Regions from separate parts of the Mus musculus genome. Here regions 1, 2 and 3 are each linked to region 4. The links are chromatin contacts, called in public HiChIP or PLAC-seq and promoter capture Hi-C maps. All regions are on one chromosome and are shown on one strand. Each heading gives the region's core, a stretch centred on a gene start, on an enhancer-like site or on the middle of the called end of the contact. The rest is flanking DNA. Distances are from core to core; before and after follow the strand shown. Region 1 holds the start of Prorsd1 (prolyl-tRNA synthetase domain containing 1). Region 2 holds the start of Cfap36 (cilia and flagella associated protein 36). Region 3 holds the start of Pnpt1 (polyribonucleotide nucleotidyltransferase 1). Region 4 holds the start of Gpr75 (G protein-coupled receptor 75).

Evidence for each region. Promoter capture Hi-C pulls out the DNA fragments that hold promoters and counts their contacts. HiChIP or PLAC-seq counts read pairs in DNA pulled down with a chosen protein or histone mark. Capture Hi-C pulls out chosen DNA fragments and counts their contacts.
Region 1: a contact with region 4 is called in a promoter capture Hi-C map of hippocampal neurons, with 4 times the contacts expected there. The contact joins the promoter of Prorsd1 here to the promoter of Gpr75 in region 4. A contact is called at or near these places in 2 of 39 promoter capture datasets (hippocampal neurons and liver) and 1 of 115 datasets of contacts at active chromatin or transcription factors (astrocytes).
Region 2: an H3K4me3 HiChIP or PLAC-seq map of embryonic forebrain shows a contact between it and region 4, with 14 times the contacts expected there. The contact joins the promoter of Cfap36 here to the promoter of Gpr75 in region 4. A contact is called at or near these places in 1 of 39 promoter capture datasets (hippocampal neurons) and 1 of 115 datasets of contacts at active chromatin or transcription factors (embryonic forebrain).
Region 3: a contact with region 4 is called in a promoter capture Hi-C map of liver, with 5 times the contacts expected there. The contact joins the promoter of Pnpt1 here to the promoter of Gpr75 in region 4.

What each region holds. Positions count from the first base shown.
Region 1 is chr11:29,513,589-29,516,350 of GRCm38.p6, forward strand. It overlaps Prorsd1 (prolyl-tRNA synthetase domain containing 1), which reads right to left and starts at 1,445. Exons shown (of 2, transcript NM_026465.3): 1 at 1,329-1,445; 2 at 1-88. The coding sequence starts at 1,412.
Region 2 is chr11:29,245,851-29,248,616 of GRCm38.p6, forward strand. It overlaps Cfap36 (cilia and flagella associated protein 36), which reads right to left and starts at 1,422. Exons shown (of 10, transcript NM_025740.3): 1 at 1,165-1,422. The coding sequence starts at 1,279.
Region 3 is chr11:29,129,447-29,132,146 of GRCm38.p6, forward strand. It overlaps Pnpt1 (polyribonucleotide nucleotidyltransferase 1), which reads left to right and starts at 1,298. Exons shown (of 28, transcript NM_027869.2): 1 at 1,298-1,472. The coding sequence starts at 1,312.
Region 4 is chr11:30,884,054-30,886,853 of GRCm38.p6, forward strand. It overlaps Gpr75 (G protein-coupled receptor 75), which reads left to right and starts at 1,305. Exons shown (of 2, transcript NM_175490.4): 1 at 1,305-1,489. It also overlaps a transcript of Erlec1 not described here.

The DNA.
Region 1 (2,762 bases), core at 195-2,694, 1.4 Mb before region 4:
TCTTCTTTTTGTCTTTAAGAAATAAGTTCTTACTATGTGCTCCTTTCAGATGTTGAATATGAGGCATCATTTCTTCAATTGTAAACACCTGCAAAATATGCAAAAGAAAAAACACTGTAAATTGCACACATACATATCCACGGTTGTACATATTTTTCATGGTGGATGCTCTGAATTTAACTGGTATTCGTTATAAATGTTTTGATAGGGGTTGGGCCTTTTGGTGCTGAGGATAGGACCCAGAGTGCTATGCTTGCTAGGCAGGCACAATATCTCTGAACTAAAAACCTCAGCCTCCAAATACTTTAAAGGCCTGGTACCTGGAGTACTGGTACTTAGAGCTGAGGCCGAGATCAAGAATTCAAGAGTGCAGCAAAATCCTGGTTGGGGTTCAGGGGGAGCCTTAATCATCACAGTTGCAGACCTCAAGACCTCAGTTTTTGTTGGGCCAGTTTTCTATCCCAGTGGCTAACAAAGCCATCAGGTGCCTGAGACGCTTATAACTTTTGAACTTTGGCGTAAAATTTGATGACAGTCCTTAATATTTATCTCCAGAGTCCCAGACATTCACTACAAGGGCATCGATGAAGAACATAAGACCCCAGGTTAGTACATAAAGAACATTTTTTTAATGTTACAAGTACCAGTACTCCAGGGCCTTAAAGTATTTGGAGGCTGGGAATGTACACAGAATGTGACCTTTGTAAAAATGGGAAATAGTAAATATTAAGACAGGTGTTTTCTATCATAAAATGTGTCGTGCAAGCCTTACCAACCCTCATAATAGTTTCCACAAAAATTGTACATCTCCAGTGTAGGTCATGTTAAAATTAAGGTACGTACTTTTGTTTGTGGCACAAGCGGGAGCGGGCCAAAAGAGGAACTGTAGTTTTAAACAGCTCTCAGTGTGAGTGCTGAAATAAATTCGTGTCATCTGCAAGAGAAGTACGTGCTCTTAACCGCGAAAACAATTCTCCAGACTCAGGGGTTATATACTTTTTGTAATTATTTGGGAAATGATCCTTGCCGTGCTGCAGTGGTAACGACTGTCCAAAGAAGTAAAAAACCAAGCCACCTCAATGGCCTGCTGTGCCTTTGGTACCAGATACAGCCTAGGCGATTCTATAGGGTTGCCACTTATGTAGTGCCTTGTTCCTTAGTTATCTACATAACGTATCAGCTATCCAACCGGCTTTTAAGTCACGTCAGTCATCCCAGGACAAGTTTCCTCACGGTTGCCGCAGTTTTAAATAAACTTATAAGCCTCTGCTTGGACCCAATAAACACTCGCCCGAAGACCCTCTGCCTTCCTGGGGCCGCAGTCTCACCTCGGGATGCTCCACGACCTCCGTGCGAATGGCGAGGGCGCCGAGCCTCTGTTCTAACTCAGCCCGCAGCTCCGAGCCTGCCATTTTCCCCTCTACGTGGGCAGGCTTACCGGAAGTGCCACGGCTTCGGGGGCGTGGTGATGGCTGCTTGCTCCGCCCTGGCATGGCTCTGTGGCCTGACCCATCTTTGGGCCGCCGAGAGCGCTTAGCCACACCCCCAACCACCTGAGCCTCCAGTGCCGGGGTCGGAAAGCTCCGGGTTCCATTGCTCGGCCGCGGCAATGTGGCTTCATGCCTCAACAACTGTAGCTTGTGACTTCCGTCTTTCCGTTCTTTTAAATTTTATGTGTTATGGGCGTTAGTTACCGGCTTGCATGGTTGTGCACCACGTGTGAGCAGTGCCTGAGGAGGCTGAAAGAAGGTGTTCAATTTACTAGAACTGGAGTGATGGTGAGTCATGTAGGTGCTAGGAACCGAACTCGGTCCTCTGGAAGACCAGCCATCACTCCCGCATATTATGATATTAGAAAACGGTACTGCGGGTGTGGTGGCGCACTCCTTTAACCCAGCACTTGGGAGGCAGAGGCAGGCGGATTTCTGAGTTCGAGGCCAGCCTGGTCTACAGAGTGAGTTCCAGGACAGCAAGGGCTATACAGAGAAACCCTGTCTCGAAAAAAAAGAAAAAAGAAAAGAAAGGAAGAAAACAGTACTGCGACGAATTACAGTGGTCGTTATGATACTTATGGCCTGGAATTTGCAACCATGGTGGGACCACTTACTTTGAATAAGGTTCAAATTCCACATTAGTATTTCACTTAAACTTTGAAATTAAGGCTCACATGCAACATGAAACACTGATACACTCAGAGATGTTTAATATAAATTAATTGTATTTATTTGGGAGTGAAGATCTGAAAAAGAACCCCTCTTAAGACACAGATGGTATGCTTTTTCTCTCCCTCGGTGACACAAATAGAGCCAGATTAGAACATATTACATGTAGATAAAGGCAGGTTTACTAGGAGGCAGCTTTTGGGCGGGCTCATCAATCTCACATGTGGAAGTCAGTGAAGTCACTCATCTGGTCTTAAGAGGGTTTCACAGAGTTTTGGCAAGGAATGATGCCGTGCTAGCTAGGAGCTGGGATAGTGTCCATACATGGTCAAAAACTGAGCCCCTAAGCAGACACTCTTGGGTGAGTTACCATAAACACACCACATTAGCCAGGAGCTTTCTCTGCCTGTGCAGTAGAAGAAGGAGGGCAGACTGGAAAACAGGGATTTGTTCCAGCCTATGATTTACTCAGTATTGGAAGAAACTACAAAAGAGTAAGTCAGAGTTGTGTTTACAGTTTCACTCTGAACTCAGGATTTCAAAATTTTAAAACTTTTTAGTTTAACCTTTTTTTAAAAATGATTTATTGCCCGGCGGTGG
Region 2 (2,766 bases), core at 172-2,671, 1.6 Mb before region 4:
CATAATCCCTCTTGCAGGAGGCCAGGCTATCCCCATGATTCATCAACCTTTTAACAGCACTCTAAATTCTACAGGAACACAAGTCAATTGCTTTGCTTTCTGATCCTTCATAAAAGCTGCCTACCAAAACACTTAACTCGTGTTTGAACTTTAACAGTTAGAATAAAATAAAAGGTTCAGTGATCAAACAACATTCTTTCTTTACTAGATTCATAGAATTTTGGGTTTGAGAGAAGTCTTGCAAGACAATTCAGGATAAGAACCCTCTGTTAGCTGAATCTCAAACAAGCTGCATTGCAGTACAGTCACTGTCGAGTGTATGCAGATACTTCAAATGCCTGGGAACCCATTAACTTTTCAAGCAGGCCACCTCATCCTAGAAAAGTGTATAAAAGATTCCCTTCACTGAAATGTGTTCTCTGCAGCTGTGAGTCAGTATTCACTCACCCCAGCTCTATTGCACCGATCTTTACAAAAAGTCTGTCCCCCTAACCTAAGACACAAGTTCAGACGATATATATTGCTACCCTCCAAGTATTGCCTAGGCAAAAAAAAAAAAAAAAAAAAAACCAAGATAAAGGTTGGATAGGACATCGTTTGTGATTGCTTCTCTATGAACAGAGTCCAATTCGTCTTATGAACTCGGATATGAGCGTGATATGAACCGATCAGAAAGCACTGATGCTGGTCCTTCAAAAGAATGCCACATTTGTATATCTCGTTTGTTAGAAAGCTCTTCCTCCCCATCGCCTGCTTTGGTCCTGCCGGAGTAATCGAATGCCCCCCTTTGCAGATAAAATGGCCAGAGTGAATTTGTCATTTCATAGGCTGAGTCCACAGGGCGACATCTCAGGGGTCAGAAGGAACTCGAAGAAAAACGACGTTTTCCCCAAATAACTGAGGAAGATGCTGGTTACCCAAACAGTCCACTTGCGCGGGGTAGAAAGATACGGGGTGAAGTGACAGGCCGAACATGGGATTAAAGTCTAATGTCTTCAGGACAGGCGCTCGGGCAGAGTGGGTGAAAAGTCTTGGTGAGCAATTTCACGTCTGCAAACAAACGAGCCACTCGGGAAGGGATGTACGTAATTCCTTCTACAAAACTGTCCTAGGCCCGGCAGGCAGAGACAGTAATATTTGGCTTGTTCACAGTCTGGTTCTTACCTTCGCATTTCTGCTCCACAAAGTCCAAGATGGGGATAGACCAATCCGGGCCCCGCAGGAACCCAGCGATGCTCTCCACCACCCATTCCACTTCGTCCTCTTCTTCCGCAGCCATCCCGCTCGCACCCGGCGACGCGGACGCCTAGGCCGGATTCCCCCAGCCCTGTCTGGCCTTTCGGCCGCAGGAAGCGACGGAGAATGCGGGCAGCAAGGTCCCCGCAATCGCCGGGCCCCCAGGTTAGACACCACAAACCAGTTAACGTAAAATGGTCGCTATGACAACGTACGCAGCAGCCCGGAAGTGAGGCCTGAGTCCTGAGCTCCTGGAGGGGGGGGGCTGGATTAGGAACGTTTCCTATTGGCTAGAAGAGAACGGGGCAAACGATAGCCCTCCACTCATTGGCCCGTAGTTGCTAGGCTGAGAGCAGACGCGCGGGCATTGGCTACTGCGCTTAGAGACGGCGTTCGCGCTCCCGTGTGCGCGCGGCCCGTCTCAAAATGGCGTGCTGAAGGCGTGGCTTCCCTGAGGACCTCCTCCCACCTCATCCCTAGCGGTCTTCAGACCCCCTGGCCCTTGAAAACAAAATTGAGAGAAATATGCTCTGTGAGGTTTACTGATTGATTCTGCAAGCCGTTTGCTTGCTGTCTAAGGATGGGTCTAAGCTTAGTTAACAACAACTAAAATTAGGACAAGTATAAAATCAGTTAATCTCCATTTAATTAGGCTTTCATAGACAGTATTTAGAAAGTATCAAGGTTGCTCTCTTCCTACTTAAGAGCCAGAGGACTCCCAAGAATCTTATAACTAGATGTGGTGGCCTACACCTTTAATCCCAATACTCCTGATAGCCACAGGCAGACAGACCTGAGAGTCCCAGGCCCACCAAGGCTATATAATGAGAGTGGTGAGGAGCTGGAGGAGCAGACTCTACAACTTCAGTTTCATGAAAGTGGAAGTGGAGGACTCAGTGAGAACCAGAGGTGACTGTGTGTTGGGCCGACAGCACAGTACCAGGTCTGGTTGAGGGCAGGAGCTACATACAGCAAATGTTCATGGAAAGCTCAGGAGGAACTAAAGGGGTATTAGAGGCAGAGGACCCTGAAGATCTCAACGTTTCAGTGGTTCTCAACCTTCCTAATGCTGCAGCCTTTTAATACAGTTTCTCGTATTGTGGTGACACCCAACCATAGAATTATTGCATTGCTACTCCATATTGTAACTTTACAACTGTTGTAAATCTGGTGTGCAGGATTTCTGATCCGTGGCCCACAGGTTGAGAACTATTTCAATATATACTAAAGCTGTTGATAGAGGACCCAGCTCTCAAGTCAGCAATTAGTATGTTAGCTAGTTAATCTTGTCTTCTGTCCAAGAATTTCCTTATGGACGAAAAGGTCATTTCTGTGGGGATTTGTCTTGTCACCTGTCTCATCATTGAAGTCTCTGAGGACCACAAAAGCTGCTGAGCCACAAAAGTCATCAAAGGGGCTCCAGGCCCCTCCTTGCTGCCCAGCCTATGGCTCCTCAGGAGCTGTCCAAAATGGCGGTATCACAACATCTCAGCCTACAGCCATCATAAGAGCCGTAAGAGTGGTCCACAG
Region 3 (2,700 bases), core at 48-2,547, 1.8 Mb before region 4:
GAGCCGCCCCCACATTCGCCGTTACAAGATGGCGCTGACATCCTGTGTTCTAAGTGGTAAACAAATAATCTGCGCATGTGCCAAGGGTATCTTATGACTACTTGTGCTCTGCCTTCCCCGTGACGTCAACTCGGCCGATGGGCTGCAGCCAATCAAGGAGTGACACGTCCGAGGCGAAGGAGAATGCTCCTTAAGAGGGACGGGGTTTTCGTTTTCTCTCTCTCTTGCTTCTTGCTCTCTTTTCCTGAAGATGTAAGAATAAAGCTTTGCCGCAGAAGATTCTGGTCTGTGGTGTTCTTCCTGGCCGGTCGTGAGAACGCGTCGAATAACATCAATGCTTTTATTTCCTTTTGATTTATGACTCAAAATTACTACTATTCTAATTATTTTAGAGTGACATTAGGAAACATAGACTCCTTCCCATTTTAATATACCTCTCCAAAACTTACAACTGAATGAATGGTAAATTATTCAAGGGGTTCTCAAAAAAAAAAGTTTTTTCTTGTTTTTTGTTTTGTTTTGTTTTGCTTTGCTTTGTTATGTTTGTGTCTAAGTGTGTGCGAGTTTGCATGTGTGTGGATACACCAGTGTGTGCAGGTGACTGGGCGTGTGTGCCTGTGTGCGCGTGCGCGTGTGTGTATATATATATATATATATATATATATGTGTGTGTGTGTGTGTGTGTGTGTGTGTACGTTAAGAATGTGTGGAAGCCAGAGGTTAAAGTACGGTGTCTTGCTTGATAGCGCTCTACTTATTTTTTGAGGTAGGGTCCCTTGCTGAACCTGGAGCCCTCAGGCAAGTCTAACAAGCCAGGATGATTCATGGATTCATTCTCAGCCTCTGAACGTTGGAATTACAGGTGGCCTTCCATAGACACAAACCTAGATCTTTAGGTAAGAACCAAATAATCGTGAGTTGTTCAGTATTTATTTACTGTTACATTTATTAAACACATTGTTCTAAGACTTTCTTTCAAACCGTGATAACACTAGCGCGCGCGCGCACACACACACACACACACACACACACACACACACACACACACGGCGCGGGAAGTATTAAAGGGCTTTCTTTAAATCTATACATTTTTTTTAAGGTAGTACTTATTTTTCACCGATAAGGGTGGGGGAATAAAAGCTGACTGAAAGAAACGCATTCTGGTGGTTTGACTCTGGCAATTACAGAAAGCCTGCAAGGATTGCTTTCCCGGCAGTTTGCAGGCTCCACGGAAACGAAACTGCGTCCGACTCCGCCCACAGGAGTGCTGGCCAATGAGGCGCTGCCCAGGCCTTCCACGCTCTGGGTGTCATGGCGGCCTGCAGGCTGTGCTGCTTGTGCCCGTGCCTCCGACCGCTGGGCTGCGGCCCCCTCGGCCGGCCCGGGCGGAATCGGGCACTCAGCTATTTGCAGATGCGAGCGTTGTGGAGCAGCACCGGATCCAGAGCGGTGACTGTAGACCTGGGACACAGGTGAGAAACGGTGTGAGTTCGCGGTTTTCACGCGGCGTCTGTCTTGTCCATTCAGCCCCAGAAGTCAAATCCCCCCCAGGGTAGGAATCAAGCAGCCTAAGTCTCTTAAGTTCTCTACTCCAAACCTAAGGTCGAGATTTCCTTTTTCCGGATTTAAAGTCTGTCTCCCTTTCCCAAGCTGGCCGCTGCCTTTTGCCTCTTCATCTTCCTCCTAGCCCTGCGGTGAACTTCCTGAGTCCTATTGCCTGTGCCCCAGACATCCTTTCTCTATTTTCCGAGACCTCGAGCTCTGAAGTAGGAAACCCTAGGTAATGCGTTATCGTTCCGTGCCCCAGGTCCACTGATGGCCGGTGTGAGCCGGAGATGAATGCCAGTTATAAGATGCACATAGTCCTGTTAAACCTGTAGTGAAAGTACAGTTACCATCCAACAAAAGGTCAAAAAGGCAAATTTCTCAGTTAACAAGACACACGGCGGGGGTGTATATGTGGATATTTTAAATAATAGGTTTTTTTAAAGCTTTTCCCTAAAGCTCTACTTTTTGTGGCAGGCCGCTGCCCCGTGTCCTCCCTTGGCATCCGATTACTCTTCCCATCACTGTGTTCTGCTTGTTCATTCTATCAATCTTCTTGTTTATGTTCATAGAGTATTTAGGTAGGCATTCACTCACATGGTTTGGCATATAGAAACTTCAGAACTCTTCCATTTATTCCCAAATGCCTACTTCCAAACCCCAGAGGCTAGCTATGCTATGGGTCCACTATGTATTTGGAGGTATTTTATACAATATAATATTGAAAAGTAAATTGTTATGAGACAAAGTAAACAACAACAACAAAACACCATAAACTTAATAGCTTTCTTGGAACAATCAAAATTACATGTAAACACCATAAACTTAATAGCTTTCTTGGAACAATCAAAATTACATGTACTCCCTACCCCCCAAAATCTTTCTGACTTTCTGCATTATTAGAATTCATTGAATAACATACTGTTTCAGTTCTGATATCGCAATTTGTCAGGTCGTTCAAATTTCCTTTGATATAATCTGGTTGTTGACAAACATGCTTTTATTCCACCATCAATTGCTAACTAATACCAACTCTCTGATTGCACATTATACTTTGTACACTAATAATATTTGTGTATTTCTATATATTTCTGTGCATATTAAAGATGCTGCATAGTTCAAAGATTTGAAAGACTTATTAGACTAGAGGCAAAG
Region 4 (2,800 bases), core at 55-2,554:
GACTTTGCCTTTTGCATTATTGGTATGCCACTGTTTTTATCCAGTATCCTTGCTGCCATATTTTGTGCATGTTATTATTTTGTGTTGCCTTATAACCCCACAAACATTGGTGGAGCCTTTGTCTTTCTCAGTATGAGGTTGGTTTCTCTCAGGTGTATGTACTACTGATGGCTACTAGTAGTTCAGCCTGAACATTTTGTTATCGTTTATGTCCAAATGGAAATTATACAGGCAGTATTTAATGTATTTGGAGAGACATATAATTTGGGTCAGAATTCCCACTCTTAACTGCTAATTCGTGTTTTTTTTCTTCAAATGTTTCTAGGGCCCAGTGTTACCTTTACCAACAACATCTTAGAACCAGTATATTGCCAAGTGTCTGGGGAGTAGAACATGATTTATGTGAAAATTAGTTGGGGGTTTTTCTTGAGCATTTTTTTTCCTAAACATAGTTCGGATTTCACAAATCCCTTCAACATGTTTCTTAGTAAAAAATGGGAAAATTAATAGAATTGTATTAGTATTATTATATTTTATACTTAATTACATTAAGTATAAAGGAAACTTAACAGAAAACGGAAAGGGGTTGTAGTGGCAATGGTGCCACGAAATATTTCACCTGGATGGAATCAAAGTCTTTGATTTCTAACCAAAAAAAAAAAGGGGGGGGACATTTGAATAGCATTCTCTATTTCTTAAGTATTGGATGAGATTAGAAAAGTAGAAGATCATAATTAACCAGGTTAAAATCCTGAAGGAGTTAACAGGGTATGTTTGCCCATAACAACATACTTAGGAATGTTTCTTATATAAGCTAAAGTGGGTTTGTTGTTTTAGACATATTGACTTTGGGAGATGAGAAGCAACGCTCTAATGGTTTATGCTGGTGTTTTAAACAGGACTAGCTGAATTACACTATTGCTTCTCAAGATTTTTACACCCAACACGGTATTTAATAGTACCTGTTTGTTTGTTTTTTTAACTTTGCATCAACCACGTACTTACTATGACCTAAGACACATATGTGTGTTGAAATTGGTTCGATTCAATTTGTCATAATGACTTTAATTATTAAACTGGAACTGACAGCCTAGTTAGAAAGCCAAGGAGATCAGCTTGAAGGCTCTCCGCAGGCACTCTCAGCTGTCTCCTCCTGCCTGGCATCTCTGGTTTTCATTTTTTCCTTGCTGTGTATCAGCGGTCAGTGGCCAATTCACAGGCAGCCCTGGCATATCGGAGCGCACTCCCACTAGGCTGAGGCGGGCAGGCAGGGAGGGTGCCGAGCAGGCGGGGCGGCCACGGTCAGAGGGAGGGGCCGCGCCCCGGGTTCGGTGACTGCGCCGCGCGCCCGGCTCGCCTAGGCTCCCGGGATGCGCGGAGGCGGCAGCGATGGCGATGATGACTCTAGCCCGGCAGCTTCCAGGCCACCGGGCACAGATAGGGTCACTACTGCGACACGGAGGAGGAAGGGCGGCGCTGAGGCCAGCTGGTAGGTGAGAGGCCGCAAGCCCAGACCGGGAGGATCACACCAGGGTTGTGAGGCGAGCGGGAGCGGGGAGAAGGCTAAGCTTGGCCTGGCCTGGTAGGTTGCGCACCTGTGTTCCTGTGCAGCCTTGCTGTAAGCTCTACACAGACCACAACCCACTGCCTGCATCCAGGCGGAGTCCAAGCATCCCTGGACTAGCCTAGGCCTGTGTTTCCTCCAGTTCTAGGGAGCCCCCTACCCGTTACCAATCACAGTTGGGGATAAACCTGCAATCTCCTACTCCTTTAGTCAATAGTACGATAGTACGCAGTGCTCCACAGACTCCTTATCCCTCCACCAGAGACCCAGATCTTTCCCACCCCATCAGCTATTAGCCTCAATGGATAGATAGTTCAGGTGATTAGAAACAATGGGAGGTTTGAAATATCTCACTGACCTTGGGCAAGTTATTTAGCCTCCCCGTGCTTTTCTAGATCCATTCAAATTAGTGGGAATGGGACAGAACTTAGTTTTGTGTGAGGGCTGTGGAAAAAAAAAAAAAAAAAAAAAAAAAGCCTTCCATGAAGAAATTCGGCATTTATTTGGGGTTGGAATACAATGAAATAATCAAGGTCATGAGTTAACTTGTAAGTGTCCTAACGTTTGCTTCAAAAATTAATAATCTCTGTGAGCTCCTAGGGATCCGGGTTAGTTGATTCTGTTGGTCTTGCCCTTCAGCTCCCTCAGTCCGTCAACTTTTAGAATGGGAATAAAACAAACAAACAAACAGCACAGTATTAGAGACCCATCGCCCCTCCCCCCTCCCGCCTTCTCTTCCCCCTGTCCCTCCCTACACCTACTCATGACCCCCTCCCTCCTTCCCTCAGGCTGGCTTTCAAGTAGGTGATACTGCCTTTATGCTCTTGAGAGACTGAGATTACAGGCTACCACATCCAGCTTTTCACATATTTTTTTGTTTATTTGTTTTGCAACAGAGTGTCACTATGTAGCCTTAGCTGGCCTGGAGCTTACTGTGTAGATCAGGCTGGCCTCCAACTCAGAAATCTGCCTCCTTCTGCCTCATGAACACTGAGATTAAAGGCCACATCCATATTTTACTAAGAGTTGACACTAAGCAATTTGTTAGGAGTTCCTCGTTCTTGCTTCCAGTTACCTCAACATCCTTCCGCAACTGTAATCAGATGTATATTAATTCATTTTGAGAAAAAGTCTCACTATATGTATGTAGTCCAGACTAGTCCTGCCTGGTTTTGTAATCTTGATCCTCTTGGCTCAGCTTCCCCAGATATGTGTCATTATACTCTGCTCATTCTA